Linked DNA regions of Mus musculus: region 2 is linked to region 1. The links are chromatin contacts, called in public HiChIP or PLAC-seq maps. All regions are on one chromosome and are shown on one strand. Each heading gives the region's core, a stretch centred on a gene start, on an enhancer-like site or on the middle of the called end of the contact. The rest is flanking DNA. Distances are from core to core; before and after follow the strand shown. Region 1 holds the start of Bfar (bifunctional apoptosis regulator). Region 2 has its middle 18 kb from the start of Pla2g10os.

Region 1 (3,259 bases), core at 517-3,016:
GAGTGTTTGCTGACTGGTTCTATCATCAGCAGTGTATAAACCGGGCATGGTGGCACACACCACTCAGGGAAATCTCTCTTTTGCATAAGTCCAGATTTCTAGACTCAGTTCAAGAGTTTCATTTTCTCCCTTCTCCATTTCCTGCTACTCAATTCAGAAAGCCAGAGAAATCAGAAGTCCAAGAATTATTCTTGGCCAGCCTGGATTACATAAAGCCTTTCTCAACAAATAAAACAAGCCAGGCATGGTGGCATTTAATCCCCACGGGCAGGTGGATTTCTGTGTATTCTCGGCCAGCCTAGTGTGAATTATTGGACAGTCAGGACTCCATAGAGAAACCCTGTCTCAAAATGCACCCCCCCCAATAAACAAACAAAGAACCAAAACCAAAGTTAAGTCTTCAGAGCGAGGCCAACCTGGGCTCCCAATCTGGTCACCCTTTGTTCTCCTCGAGCTTCATTACTTTCCATTTATCAAGCCATACTAATATTATCGCTAAAGGATTGTGGGATTAGATGTCAAACTTCGACCAGGTAAAAAGTTTGCTGACTGATAATAATAGCATTACTAACTGTCACATTTTACTGAATGCTGTTAACAGTGTGGTTAGCATTTATACTGCCAGAGAGAAAGGGGGAAAAGGGTGTGTGTGTGTGTGTGTGTGTGTGAACAGCCTGGACAGAGTACAGCTTTCCCATCAGGTTTATGGACGATATTCCCTGGCATATACCGTGCACTTTGGTCGGGACACATCCAGGCTGTTTATAAAAGAGCACTGACAAAAGTAAATAAAACTTCATCAGCACGTGCAGTCCGTACCTAAAGGTGAAAGGAAAACTCCTTCGCATTGGCCTCTCCTGGTGTGACGTTGGGGCCACTCCAAGGGCGGGCCAATGGGCTTCCGTGGGGAGGACCCAATGGCTCCCACTTTCTCTTCTCAACCAAAGTTAGGGGTTTGCCCCTTGCCCAGTTAAAGGTCCCCAGTTAGACACAGCGTCTCTCTTCTAAAACACACACACACACACACGCTCTCATCAGCACACGATTTTTGAGTCGTGTGTATGGGAATGAGAAGAGCTAAGTTCTAGGTCAGCCTCGGTGTCACTTTGGAGTCTGATGTTCCGTTATCCTCACTTCCCATTATGAAACCCTCTGCCTTGGGACAGGAAGGTGCCTCGGATTTAGCCGACGTGGCGGGCGCCCATAGCCCGCAAGTAAGTGGAAACAAGACCCATCTCTGTCACCACCCCAGGGTCGAGTGGCTCTGACCCAGACCCCGACGCGGGGGAGGACTAGAGACCTGCAGTGGCGTGGGTCTTCGCCTCGTAAGGGAAGGGGCTACGGTCCGCAGCCCTGCTGGGACGCGTCCAGGCCGGGGTGAGGAGGCCCCAGAGCCTGGACCCACCCCGCCAGCGCAGCTCCGGGAGCGGGTTCAGTCCCCGCCAGCGCAGCTCCGGGAGCGGGTTCAGTTCCGTCTCCCGCGCCGCACTCTCAAGCCAAGCGCCCTGCCGGACCATTACCACCCCACACCGTGCCGAAGCTCACCTCGCCACTAGTCCTGGTACCCACTCTGTCACCGCCACCTGCCAGGACCCCGCGGAAGTAGAGGACAAGGCTTCGCTTCCGGAAATAACCTGGGCCTAGGGGCCGACTACGATCAGCTCCCGCAACCATAGAGGAGAGACCTCTTTATGCTCTCAACCCCGTGCGACCTCCGGCTGCCTAGAGCGGCTGCTCTAGGGGCATGCGGGCGCATGCGCACCAACGCGACCCGCCCCTTCCTTTTCGTCCGAGCCAAGCACAGAAGTCACCGCCCCAGGTCTGGAGGTTCCAGCTGGATTGCGTTCCCGTATTTAGCTAGCTTTATTCAGCCATCAAAGTCTCCCACAGTGCCCGAATGCATCGTAATAGATCTTAACTTCACATTTATGAAGAAAACCACAGAAGCAGTCCTTAAAGTTTTATTTATAGAGTCGGAATTTGGGGTAAAATGGCGTTATCACATTTACTCCGCAGCTACCCACCTTGATCTAGATCTGTTGAGAACTCAATGGTACTATGTTTTCAATCTATGACGTTGTGAGACCATGCTTGGCAGGATGATCTTTGTGAGTTCGAAGCCAGTCTAGTCTACGGAGTGAATTCCAAGACAGTCAAAGCTACATAGTGAAACTTAACCAAAGAAAGAAAAAGTTCCTGTTTCTCAGTTCTGATTTAATAAACTGTTTGCAACCCCATTCACATGTACGTGCCCTCGTTCCTTCCCTTTCATTGTATCTTTATAAAAACGTGTTAATAGCCAACTCGGGTTTTGTTTGTTTGTTTGTTTGTTTGTTTGTTTTCGAGACAGGGTTTCTCTGTATAGCCCTGGCTGTCCTGGAACTCACTTTGTAGACCAGGCTGGCCTCAAACTCAGAAATCCACTTGCCTCTGCCTCCCAAGTGCTGGGATTAAAGGCATGCGCCACCAGACCCGGCAATAGCCAACTCTTTAAACAACTCTTTAAACTCTTATCTCCTATAAGCCAGCAGAGGCTGCTCTCTCAAAACCCGATTTAGGAGGAGACAGTCAGTTAGCCTAGGTGTACCCCCCAAATACAGCTTGCTTTAATTGGACAATCATTGATTTGATCTTTCAAAATTTTAACATCTCTACGTTGTTGGAGATGGGGCTGGGAATGAAGCTCAGTTGGTACACTGCTTGACTAACATACCAAGCTGTGCTGAGTTCGATCCCAGTAGCATATAAACGAACTGGGCTCGGTGGCACACCTGTAATCCCCAAACGAGGCAAGGAGTAGGCAAGAGGATTCGAAGTTGAAGGCTGTCAGGCATGGTAGCGCTTTAACCCCAGAATTCAGGAAGCAGAGGCAGGATCTCTGTGAGTTCGAAGCCAGCCTGGCCTACAAAGTGAGTCCTCTTAAGACTGCCAGGGCACTGTTGTACAGAGAAGCTCTGTCTTGAAAAAGAAAAAAAAGTTTAAGACTATGGAGACTTAGCTATGGAATGAGTTTGAGATCAGCCACCTCTAAAGGAATAAATGAGAGTGTTCTTTTCAAGTTGGTAAAGAGTAAAACTGATTTGTGCTAGCAGAATTTACTTTCTAGAGAGTGATCTAGTAAAGGTAGAAACCTTTTTTTCTTCATTGTGATAACAGATACATAACAGAATTTACCATTTAAGATTATTTTTCCTTATTAAGACACAGCCCTGGGCTGGTGAGATGGCTAAGAACACTGGGAGCTCTTCCAGAGGTCTTG
Region 2 (3,259 bases), core at 359-2,858, 40 kb before region 1:
GAAGGGAATCATCTTTCCAGCAGCCAGGAAGCCTAAGTTGTAGACAATCACACTGAATTACAAGGAAAACTCAAGCTCCAGCTTGGAGCGTGTCAGTGGTTAAGGGGAATCCTTTAACTTGGGATGGGATGCGTGGGAGGCGCCTACTGAAGCTGAGAACTTTGAACCTTCAGATTCACAAGGGTTTATCTCACCTGAAAAAATAGTCTCTATTTTCTCAGGTGTGGTGGTGCCAAGGGATGTGGTGGTGCACGCCTTTAACCCTAGCACTCAGGAGGCAGAGGCAGGAAGACATTTTAATTTTGAGGTTAGCCTGGTGCCTGGTCTACACAGAGAAATTTGTCTCAAAAAACAAAACAAAAACAAAAGCTGGGCGTGGTGGCACACGCCTTTAATCCCAGCACTCGGGAGGCAGAGGCAGGCGGATTTCTGAGTTCGAGGCCAGCCTGGTCTACAGAGTGAGTTCCAGGACAGTCAGGGCTATACAGAGAAACCCTGTCTCGAAAAAACAACAAAACAAAACAAAACAAAACAAAACAAAACCAAAACAAACAAAACAAAACAAAAAAAAAACCAAAAACAAGAACAAAAAAAGTCTTTCCACCCTCAGCAGAAAATGAGCTTGTCTACCCCTGACATATTGTCTTTTCTGCCTTTGATCCAGGAAATAAATCCTTCATCATTTGCTAAGCCAGATGTGACTTTCTCTGAAGGAGATGCCACTCAAGACAATACTAATGTCCTTCAGGGCCCACCAATATTTGCTCTAGATCTGTAACTAAATTCAAGGCAAAGCAGGTTCCTAGAGGGGAGGTAGAAAAGTATTGTCCTTGAGGAGGTGTGCTATATTATTAAAAAGCCTAATGTGTTTGTTGATTCAAGCAGAAGTCTGGGGAATATGTGTGGGAATGGATTTTAAGGGTATGGGATAATGGTAGAAGGTCATAAAACTAGAAAAGGCTGAGATTATTGACATGGGCCCTCTAAGTGGAGATTCTAGGTTGAATATGTAAACTTACACAGTTAAAAAAAAGTGTCAAAAGTTTGTTTAAATGGTTGGGTGAAGTATTTGTCAAAAGATGGCTTACTTCTGGAGTATGCCTGATATCCCTTGGCTTCGTGTTGATGAAGGGATTGTAAGGTTTGGGGAAATTGCAATGCTACAGCGGGTACTCTGTAAAACCTAACCCTCCATGATGAGAAGGCTCAGAAGACATGCCCTCATGAGTCCTATAAGACACAAAATAGTGAGAGGGGCACCAGCACATTTGAAGAGCTTTATTGTTGCCCCTTTCCTTGTGCCAGACCTTAAGGTTGAAGATGCTGCTGCCCAGTTAACGGATTGAATGGAATTTAATTGGACCCCAATAAGTAGCAGGGGCTGGGCGCCAGCACTGAATCACCAAAAGCAAGGTGACTTATAGGTACATTAAAACTGTTAGGGTAGTTATAATGGGCAGCATAGGCAAAGCAATGTTCATAGTGGCCTGACCCATAATGGTCAGCACAGGCAAAGTGAATTTAATGGTGGGTGACTCATGTGGACATTTAGTGCTACTAATTACTCATGGTGTTTCCAGGCAGGAAATAGATAAGAAGCCACTGAATTTTTGTTTCATCTGTAGAAGCCAAAAAGTTCTCAAACAAATGAAAAGGCTACACTGGATCACAGCAAAGGGGAATCTCGGCCCATGAATCAATTTCCAGACTTGAGCCAGCTGGCAGACCCAGAACCCCTTGAGTGAAAGGACAGTCAGGTTCCCCTAAGGAAGGACGTGGATAAAACATGGAAACATTTGCTGTTAGTCTTTCTCCAGCCCTTCCTCAGAGGGATCTGTGGTCTTTTACAGGGGAAACTGAACAATGGAGGAAAAGAAACAATGAGATGGTTCAACTGCTGGATGCTGGTTCTGAACCAGCAGAGATTCTAGGAGACCTCAAGAAACATTGTGGCCCTCCCATTAAAGCGGGAGCTTATGGACATAAGAGGTTAGGGAGTGGCTGGAGTCTGACACACACAAAGGTCCCGTGGATTCCTGGACTCATCACCAGCCCCCGAATGTAGAATTGGGGTAGATAGACTTAGACCTTGGCAGATGTTGTACATTAGTTCCTTAACTTTTGGAATGAGGGCTATTAAGGTTGGAAAGACTAAATGGAAGCTACTGGAGTTGCCTCTGCTAGGGAAAATAGTGAATCAAAGACAGTGTCAAATGTCTGAAATAATTAGAAAACTAGTGCCACCATCAAGGACTTGAAAGATGCTGGGTGATGGCTGCCACCACATTTCCTTTTGGCTAATGTCCAGGACAGGTGGATCATGGAGCATGACAGTTGGTCACTGAAAATTCAATGAAGTACTGACTCTGATTGCAACTGCTGTAGCAGATGTAGTGTCTTACTTGAACAGATTAATACATCCCCTATACAATATGGTATGCAACTATTGATATAGCAAATGCCCTTTTCTGGGTATCTGCCCATAAGGCCTATCAGAAGTAATTTGCTTTTAGTTGGCAATGCCAGCATTGTACCTTTACTGTTTTACCCCAAGTATATATTAACTCTCCAGCCCTGTGTCTAAGTTAGAAGGAATCTTGATTGTCTGTTTCTTCCATAAAATATTGCATCGGTGCACTATATTGGCAGCATTATGCTGATTAGATCAAGCAAGCAAGAGGGAGCAACCACTTTGTACTGATTGGTAACAATATGCATATCAGAGAATGGGAAATAAATCCAACCAAAATTCAAGGACCATCTACCTCAGTGAAAATCTTAGGAGTCCAGTTGCATGGGGCATGCAGAGATGTTCCTTCTAAGGTGAAGGATGTTATTGCACCTGGTGTCTCCCACCACCAAGAAAGAAGCAACGACATTTACTGGGTCTATTTGCATTCTGGAGACAGCACATTCTTCACTTGGGTGTGTTACTCCTGCCCATATACCAAGAGACTCAGAAAGCTACTAGCTTTGTGTGGAACAGGAGAAGGCTCTTCAATAGGTCTAAGCCGCTGTGCAGGCTGTTCTACCACTTGGAACATATGAGCCCTTAGACCTGGTAGTCCTTGAAGTGGCAGTGGCAGATAGGTATGCTGTTTGGAGCCTTTGCAGGCCTCTATAGGTGAATCACAGAAGAGACCTTTGGGCTTTTGTAGCAAGGCTCTATATCATCTGCATACAATGATCCTCCCTTCGAAAGATAGCTTTTGGCTTGCTGTTGGGCCTTTATGGAAATTGAACTTTGGACAGTGGGCCA

What was found. HiChIP or PLAC-seq counts read pairs in DNA pulled down with a chosen protein or histone mark.
Region 2: an HNF4G HiChIP or PLAC-seq map of pancreatic cancer cells shows a contact between it and region 1. The contact joins the enhancer-like site here to the promoter of Bfar in region 1. A contact is called at or near these places in 2 of 39 promoter capture datasets (the 3T3-L1 cell line and liver), 1 of 15 datasets of contacts at CTCF or cohesin (CD8 T cells), 4 of 484 Hi-C or Micro-C datasets (embryonic stem cells, gonadal supporting cells and nephron progenitors), 9 of 115 datasets of contacts at active chromatin or transcription factors (the SCID.adh cell line, bone marrow-derived macrophages, embryonic fibroblasts and 4 more) and 3 of 9 other capture datasets (adipose tissue, liver and pancreatic islet).

Annotation. Positions count from the first base shown.
Region 1 is chr16:13,670,365-13,673,623 of GRCm38.p6, reverse strand. It overlaps Bfar (bifunctional apoptosis regulator), which reads right to left and starts at 1,766. Exons shown (of 8, transcript NM_025976.5): 1 at 1,546-1,766.
Region 2 is chr16:13,710,455-13,713,713 of GRCm38.p6, reverse strand. No RefSeq gene overlaps it. Among named protein-coding and RNA genes, the nearest start is that of Pla2g10os, 18 kb to the left of the region's middle. Within about 2 kb of position 1,608, at least 5 of the 459 cell types and tissues checked have an H3K27ac peak or open chromatin away from gene starts, as enhancers often do. A contact at or near this core is called in pancreatic cancer cells, where this site is marked.